2 separate regions of the Mustela erminea genome follow, and region 2 is linked to region 1. A link is a contact called in public Hi-C data. All regions are on one chromosome and are shown on one strand. The core of a region is the stretch at or near the end of the contact, and the rest is flanking DNA. Distances in the headings are between cores, read along the strand shown.

Evidence for each region. A called contact is a pair of places that touch in the nucleus more often than the background predicts.
Region 2: a contact with region 1 is called in a Hi-C map of fibroblasts, with 2.1 times the contacts expected there. The contact joins the promoter of PPHLN1 here to the promoter of GXYLT1 in region 1. A contact is called at or near these places in 2 of 3 Hi-C or Micro-C datasets (fibroblasts and spleen).

What each region holds. Positions count from the first base shown.
Region 1 is chr6:78,312,250-78,316,441 of mMusErm1.Pri, reverse strand. GXYLT1 (glucoside xylosyltransferase 1) reads left to right here and starts at 2,694. Exons shown (of 8, transcript XM_032347898.1): 1 at 2,694-3,017. The coding sequence starts at 2,797.
Region 2 is chr6:78,458,303-78,462,362 of mMusErm1.Pri, reverse strand. PPHLN1 (periphilin-1) reads right to left here and starts at 2,742. Exons shown (of 10, transcript XM_032347920.1): 1 at 2,618-2,742. It overlaps ZCRB1 (zinc finger CCHC-type and RNA-binding motif-containing protein 1), which reads left to right and starts at 2,757. Exons shown (of 7, transcript XM_032347925.1): 1 at 2,757-2,921; 2 at 3,963-4,048. The coding sequence starts at 4,035.

The DNA of each region.
Region 1 (4,192 bases), core at 1,445-3,944:
CTGGGTGCAGAGATTACTTAAATTTATAAAACTTAAAAAAAAAACTATAAAAAATTTAAAAATGTATGAATCCTGGAAATTATCATTAGGGCATGTGAATGGCTCCTTATACTCCAAGATAACCAGTTAACACTGTGGGTAATACAAAAGTCATTTCTAATTTTGGAATGCCTTATATACTTTGCAACAAAATTTTCTTTTTAATTACAGGATTAAAAGGAACCTAAAGGGGTGTGATATGGTCCACAACCTTGATGTCAAGTAAATGAGCGATTATTCTTCTGGATGCGCTTGTCCCATAAATTGTTGCAGAATGAAAATTGCCATTCCAGTACTTTAATGACCTGTGGGGCATTAAATTATTCTGTTTTTCCTACATTTAGTTTCTTTGTTGAAATAGAAAACAATTGTGATAGGCATCTCTTTAAACATCTTTGATCTATTTGAGTACTTCTTACTCCAGTTTCTTGGTACCATATCCTTTCTTTTTCTCTCTCAAAATCTATTTTCCAGTCTTATAAATGCTTTTGCAATCCATTTCTGTACCTCATTAAGTTTATCTTTATTTCTCTAAAAATTGTAAGGTGTAGTAGAAGGATTAATTTAATATTGTCATTATTTTTACTTGCCTGTCGTCCCTTTGAGGGCAGTACACTCTAGCCCCTTGTCTGGCATGTAGAATATATTCAATAAATGTTTATTGAATGAATAAGTGTATGTTTTCATTATACTTACACATCTTGATAGCGTGCTAGTTGTCTTTTTTTTGCCTGGTAAGTCAAGAAATGTAATCCTTATAGAAAAAACTGAGACTTAAATTTATTTAGTAACTTTCCCATGGTCACAGAGCCACCAGTTTTTGGTGTAGGGATTTTGAACGGATAACCACTGCTAAATTAAAAAGCATATCCCCACTTTGTTTTTCATGGCCAAACACTTCAAAGCTCCAAATGCGGGGCACCTGGGTGGCTCAGTCGCCTGGGTGTCTGTCTTCTGCTCAGATCATGATCTCAGGGGCCTGGGATCCAGTCTGGCATCAATCTCTGCTCAGTGCGGAGACTGCTTCTCCCTCTCCCTCTGCAGCTCCACTTGCTTGTGCGCTCTCGCATTCTCTCCCTTAAATAAATAAATGAAATAGTAAAAAGAAAAAAAAAAAAGCTCCAAATGCATTTGAACAGGTTAGCCAGCATGATTTTTCTTCATGAAGTGTGTGTGTGTGTGTGTGTGTGTGTGTGTGTGTGTGTGTGTTTAAAGCCTTCTTTCCCTCACTTTGCGGCACTGTAACTGCTTTCTGGTTCCAATCTTAATCTTTGTCTCAGCCTGCACAGTGGGGCCAGAACCTGCTCTCTAAAAGTCAGATGGGATCATGTTACTTCTTAATTTAGAAACCCTTCAATGGTCACCACTGTTTGCTAGAGTAAGTTCAAACTCCTTGGTATACTAACCAAGGCACTCAAATATCTGTCGCCTTCAACTTCCAGTCTTATCACTCATCACACCCTCCCTTGCATTCACTTAGCTGGTTGTATCAAACTTCTCACAGTTCCCTAAACACAAGAACCTGTTTCATTGATCCCTCAACCTGCAATTCCTTTCCTTCCCCCAGCCAAGACCCTGATGACTGTTTTACCACCAAGTACCTCTTGACCGTGACCTCAGTAAAACTGATCACTCCTTTTTGTGTTGGCCCACATCTTCACAAGCTTTTATATATCCTAATGTCTGTGTCCTGGTATTGCGCGTACTTGCGAGTCCCACTTATTTACTTATTGTCCTTCATTTACTTATTTACAGTTATTTATAAGTCCCATTTATTTATGTAGTTATTTACTGCCCCACCCCATGCCCAATTATGCGTCTTTAATACCCCAAAGTACTCAAGTAGTGCTTGGCACACAGTGGTGCTTTATGAATGTTCAATAAATGAATGGAATGGAAATATGGCTGAACAGAGAAGAAATGGAAAGCTAAAGAGAAAGCTTGAGGGAGAACATTAGGCCAAAAAGATCGAAAAAGATGTAACAGGGACGGCCTCAGTTGAACATGCCCTTAACAAGTTCGTTAGGAGGCAAGATACGCATGCTCCGCAGCATTACGAGGTAATTCAATACCTGGATGAAATGGCTCGTACAGTCTTACAGAAACTCAGAGGCTGGGGAAGTCCCTGCTGCGGAGCATGGAACTGAAAAACGGCTTAATCAAATGCCTTCCAGGTGCAAGGTGTTTTTCGGGCGTTAAGCAATTTACTCTCTGCAGCCAGCCTATGAGGAGGATATTATCTCCGTTTTAGAGAAGAAACATGCTCAGAGAATTGAGCTTGCTCAACGTCACAGACTACCATGTGGAAGAACCGTAATTTGAATTTGGGTCAGCGGTCTCCAACGCCCAGTTCATTTCGCCACACCCCTCCTCTGCAGTTCAGACGCGTTCCCTCGGCGTTCCTCTCAGACCCGGGCCAGTCCAGCTCTCTCGCGCTCACTGCGCCTGCGCGTCCGCCTGCTGCCGGGACTCCGGGGAGGGGCCCACGCCGGCGGAGGCGGTGTCAGAGCTCCAGGCGGACAGTAGGCTAGCGGGCGAAGGTGGTTGGGCGGGCGAGGCCAGGAGAGGAGGGAGGGAGGGAGGAGAGGAGGGAGGGAGGGAGAGGAGGAAGGAGGGGCGGGCTGGAGGCCGCCGCGGAGGAGGAACTTGTTGCGGCCGCGGCTGCGCTGTGCGCACCCCTACGCTCCAGTTCGCCCGGCGGGCGCGGTGCGGAGGTGGTGGCGGCGGCTGCTAAGGCTGAGGCGCGGGGCTGGGGCGATGCGGCGCTATCTGCGCATCGTGGTGCTGTGCCTGGCCTGCGGCTTCTGCTCGCTCCTCTACGCCTTCAGCCAGCTCGCCGTGTCCCTGGAGGAAGGAGCGGGCGGAGGTGGCGGGAAGCCGCAGGCCGCGGCGGCTTCCTGGCTCGCGGGCGGCGGACGCGGCGGCGCGAGAGGGGTGGGCAGCGTGGGACCCGCAGCTCATTCCGGCCGCTCGGACAGGTACGGGCGGTTCCCAGTTAGGGGGCCGGGTTCGGGGCCAGGGGCCAGGGGCGCGGCGGGGGCGCGGGGGCTCGGCCCGGCTCGGGCGGCTCGCCGGTCAGTCCGGCGTCTCTCGCCGCCCGGCCCGCGCCTCCCGCCGCCCGGCCCGCGCCTCCCGCTTCTTTGCCGCCGTCTCTGACCCCTTCTCTCATTTCCCTCCTTCCCCTCCATCCGGGGGTGAGCCTAGCCCGAGAGCACTCCACGCTCTTTGTGTTTGTCTTCTGACGCATTCCTTATGCGCTTTTTAAAGCGGATAGAAATTAATTTTCAACTTTTAACTGACAGTTGCTCCCCCACCCCCTTACAGAAGTCATTGAAAGTAAAAGGTGCCCCACAAAAAAAGCCTTTTTGCTGTCTGGCTAGTGGGAATTCCCTCTTGTTTCCATGGAGTTTAAGTTGAGATATTTAAACATCAGGCTGGCGCCCTAGTTCAATTTTCCCCCCTCTTCTGGACGGGGCGTCTAATTTTTGTGTGTTAACGCTCAAATGTTCATTGTTAGCCTTTGTTAAATCTGGATAGAGCTTTTATGCGTATTTTGCATTTTTCTTTAGGAAACATCGGTCTGCTCTGAAACTTACTGTAGGTTAGGAAAGGAGCGAGGCTTACCATGTTCACTCACGTGTTCTGTGGGATGGGATGGATATTTTTCTTTAAAAAATCGGTGTCTAAAAGGCAGCATAGTGCCTTGCGTGGATTTGCACAAATCACTGCCGGAGTTGGAATCTGCGTGAGATTTAAAAAAGAATGCGGCGCATTATGAGAGCTTAGCAAAATCCCAGCGTTTGCACTTCCTTGAAAAATAGGCTCCTTTTTTGTGGGCATCTCCTTGGGAACGACTCAGAGCGCTCCCTTACTAAGAGGCAAAGTCTGCTTTGGTATCAGGAAGTATGCGGTTGATAGGGGGGAGGGCAGGTCAGCTGCAGGCTTTTTAACATTGTTCTGAGAGTTGATGGTCGTTTTCAAAATAAAAGGGGGAGGACCTTTGGGCATAGGAGCAAATGGGAAAGCTGGACTGTCATGTTTTTGTCAGAGGAATCCTGGACTCCATTCATTAAAGCAGAACTACTTCCAGTCAGGTTTGTCAGCTCTTATCTGCCCTGGGAAAGGCGGTGACTGACGACCTGAATGAGCTCAT
Region 2 (4,060 bases), core at 1,493-3,992, 150 kb before region 1:
AGATCCTTGATTGTTCAGTGTAAGTGATCAAGCAACTGAAATTATAAAAATAGACCAGGGGCGCCTGGGTGGCTCAGTGGGTTAAAGCCTCTGCCTTCAGCTCGGGTCATGATCCCAGGGTCCAGGGATCGAGCCCCATGTCGGGCTGCTTGGCAGGGGGCCTGCTTCATCCTCTCTCTGCCTGCCTCTCTGCCTACTTGTGATCTCTGTCTGTCAAATAAATAAAATCTTTGGAAAAAATAAAAATAAAAATAGACCAAAATACCAGATGTTTCCGTATATATGTTTATAAATCTAAATCTTACTTTACACCAGGATAAAGATTACCATCTTAACTGCTCAACCTCCTTCTAGTCTCAATTCTCCTCTCCACTCCACCTTTAAAAAAGGATACTCAGTTAACTTTGCTAATACATCACACATAGCTGAAGTTTCCCATATCAAGAATCCAAACTGTTTCACATCAATTAACTGTAATAAAACCAAATTCCTCTACCCTCTATCAGCTCACCTAAACTCCTGTTCTCTCCCAAAAAAGTCATGCCGGCCAGACTCCTCACTATGCCACAAAGTAACACACACACCACCCTGGAGTTTTTTGATGTATTTCTCAATCTACAGTACTCATTCGACTTCTAACTATCCATGAAGATGAAGCTCAAAATCTAGTATTCTCCACAAAGCCCAATTCTAAGCCCTACCACACTAAAAAGGATTCCAAACTGGTGACTGATAGGCTGCATGTGACAAGTGTTTGGCCCAGGGTTTTGGGGGGTTTGTTTTGGTTTTGTTTGTAATAAAGTTTTATCCCACTGACAACACCTGAAAACTGGGAGATATCACTTTCCAAAACCATATTTTCCAACTATTATTGAAAAACCTACGTGCTCTGGCAACACTGGAACCATATTCTCACAGAGCCACAACCAGCTGAAGTACCAGCTGATCCCTTTCCAAAGGTTCTTACATTTTAAAGTCAGATGACATATCAACTTGCCCGACTTCTGAGACTGTACCTGCAGCAGTTGCAATCAAATAAATACCTACCTGCCTAATGGGCAGTGGAATTACAAAAATAAACAAGAAAATGACAGCCCAGATTAGTAAAGAAGGTGAAGAGACAAGCAATTAATTAGCACACGCAATTAATTAGCACACATGTGGTAAGTGCTAGGATGAGGAAAGTAGAGGGCACTTAGCACATGGCAAGGGTACCTAAATCTCTCTGGGGGGAACTTACAAAATATCCCTCAGAGAAACTCACAGGGAAAATGAAACCCCTAGCAGGTGTAGGGATTATCCACAGAGAGGGAGAAGAAAGGTCAGAGAAATCAAATGCCTCAGAAGAGAGAAAAGAATCTCCCCAAAGACTCTGGTGGGGGGAGGGGAGGTTCTGAGGAAGTGAAATCAGTTCAATACAGGTAGGTCATCACTTAACCTTAAATGCAGGTGTCAGAGAAAGGACTCAACTGAAAGGGCAGGAGTCAAAAAGCCAAGTGTTGGTTATGGTCAGGAGAAGAATGAGAATTTCCATAAAGCAGTAGAGTATGTAACAGTTTGTTAAGCAGGAACAGAGCTTTCAGTGAGCTCAGCTGTTGTGTTGAGGGGTGAAGTGTTTAAGAAAAGGAAAAGGAGGGAAAAGCAGCGGTAGCCTAAATCAAGAGAGAGGAAGTACAAAGCAGCATGGAGATAAGGATGTAGCAAAGAAGACCAAAGGGGCTTACATCTTGGGCGGTAACCAGAAATAACGGGGATGTGAAGCATGGCGGTTTTGGTTGGCCACAAGTTTGCCAAGAGAATTAGTCCCAGCGGTCCCCTGGTGGATGTGGAGGCATTCGGGCCTCTCAAAATTCAGCTGCGCCCTGGATGCAGTTCCTTCTCTCTAGAAGACATCGGCTTCAATCTGGATTGTGCAGATTCCAGGAGAGGCTCTGGATTCCAGGGGGCTGGCACGCAGGCTTCCAAGGAATGGTTAGAGGCCTGGTCTGTGTGTGCTGGTGGGTAGAAGTATAAACTACCTTGCATTAGTTCCTGATTTTTCTGTAGGAATGACAGCCCCGTTATCTCCTCTTAAGAGAAAAACTGTATGCCCAATATAGAATTACAGGACGGAAAAAGATGCCAAGTAGTCCAACATTTGTCCACACTAACTCAAGATGAGTCATTCTGTCAATCCGAGTTGACCCTGTCTCAACTGAGAAACCTGCCAGGAAAAGCCCAGTTTTACACTTTTTTTTTTCTTTTTCTTTTTTTTTTTTTTGTAGCTCTCAAAGTGCCTAACACTTCACTGGGTACATTGAACACATTCTTTAAATTTACCGACTTTCTAACTGATCTTGGGTCACTGAAGTCAACCCATTCAGTCCTCTTTCTGCATCATAAGGCGCTAAAGAGAAGCAAACCTATGTCTCAGACTCAACAGTTTCCTTTATTCCAAACTCCACTGCGTCTCTACACCCTCCACCGCCAAGAGCGGAATTACTGCACGATTCAAACGCAACGGGAGACTCCAACTCTCGCCACAGAAAACACCCCACACCCGCTCGCCCGCTCGCTCGACTCGGCCCGTAGCAGAGCCCGGCCCAGTCCACCTCGTGGAAAGGTAAAATGAGCTCACCGACTCTGGGCGGCCGGGAGACCCCGTAAATGTAGTCGTCGGCTCGTCGCCCTCTCCTAAGCAGGCACTTCCGGCGCGCTCAAAGACGTCAGCAAAAGCGCCGCCTCTGGGCCCGCCTCTGGAGCCTGGGTCTAGCTACCGCCAGGAAGAGGCGTTGCTGTCGCTGCCTCCTACTCTCCGGCGCTTGACCCCTCCCAGGACCCGTGATGCCAAGGCCCCAGCGGGGGACGAGGAAGAGTCCGGGTTGAGCCCCAACTGAGTCGTGGGCTCGCGCTCTAGTTTCCCAGGCCTGCCCCACCTAAAGGTAAACACCTCCTCAGCTGCGGCCTTACTTCCCGCAAGCCCCTCCCGAGACCCGGCCGCGAAAACGATTTGCCTCTCTCCCCGCCACACTTTTTATTCCCGACCATTTGCCGTTGCCCGCCCTCGAGTTCTCCCCAGAACGGTAACTCATAGTTTCAAATGGGAAACTTGTCTAATAAGTGGGAACTTGTCTAATAGATTCCCAAGAAATATCTCAAGCATCAGGCAGTTTTCCTATTAGTCCGCAACTTGGCATGTCCCTCCGTCAATATTTTGCCATTTGTGATGGCCCCTATGCCCCCATCTCATATACACAGCACACAAGCTTTTTAAATTGAAATTTGAACCTTGTTGAGTATGATGTACTTTTCATGGATAATCTGCTTTGTTAAAATACGCTATAAAAATCAGTTACAAATTACATTTGTAATCTAAAAATACATATACAGAATAATATCTTTCAAGGCATGGAAACCTATTTGGTATAGTAAAATGTATCATTTCATTATTTACCAATAATATGCAAAATTTTTACACCATCAAAATGTGAGGTTAAAATTTTCTCCTAACACCACTGCAAAGAAAAATATCAAGAAAACCAAAAATAGTACCCAGACCAAAGCATTAATGAAAATAAGTGGCTAAGGTTCTTTCTGAGCTAGCAGGCTCTTTCTGATGTGGTAGGCATGGTATTAAACGTTTTCAAAAGCAGTTTTTTACCCTTAGCCTGAGAGAAAGTTAAGTGAAGCCTCAAGAATTTTTTATTTTTCTGTTTTAAACTTATTCTGCCTTCATACCATAATCCAGCACTATAATGGTTAAGGACTCTACTTGAAAGAAAGACCAGAAAGCTCTTTGCAGTAAGATCTGGGGAAAAGAAATCCCTTAATTCACCCAGCTGGAGTAATTGTTTTTAATCCTAATAAAAGCGAGGAAGGTGTATTAAATCTGGCATAATTAAATCAATGATTATATACACTGGTTCTGCTTGGAATGAAGAATACCTGGCTTAGATTGCTTCTTGGTTTGTTTCCCTTTATAGAAATGAGTGGTGGATTGGCCCCAAGTAAAAGCACAGTGTATGTATCCAACTTGCCCTTTTCCCTGACCAACAATGACTTATACCGGGTAAGTGACTTT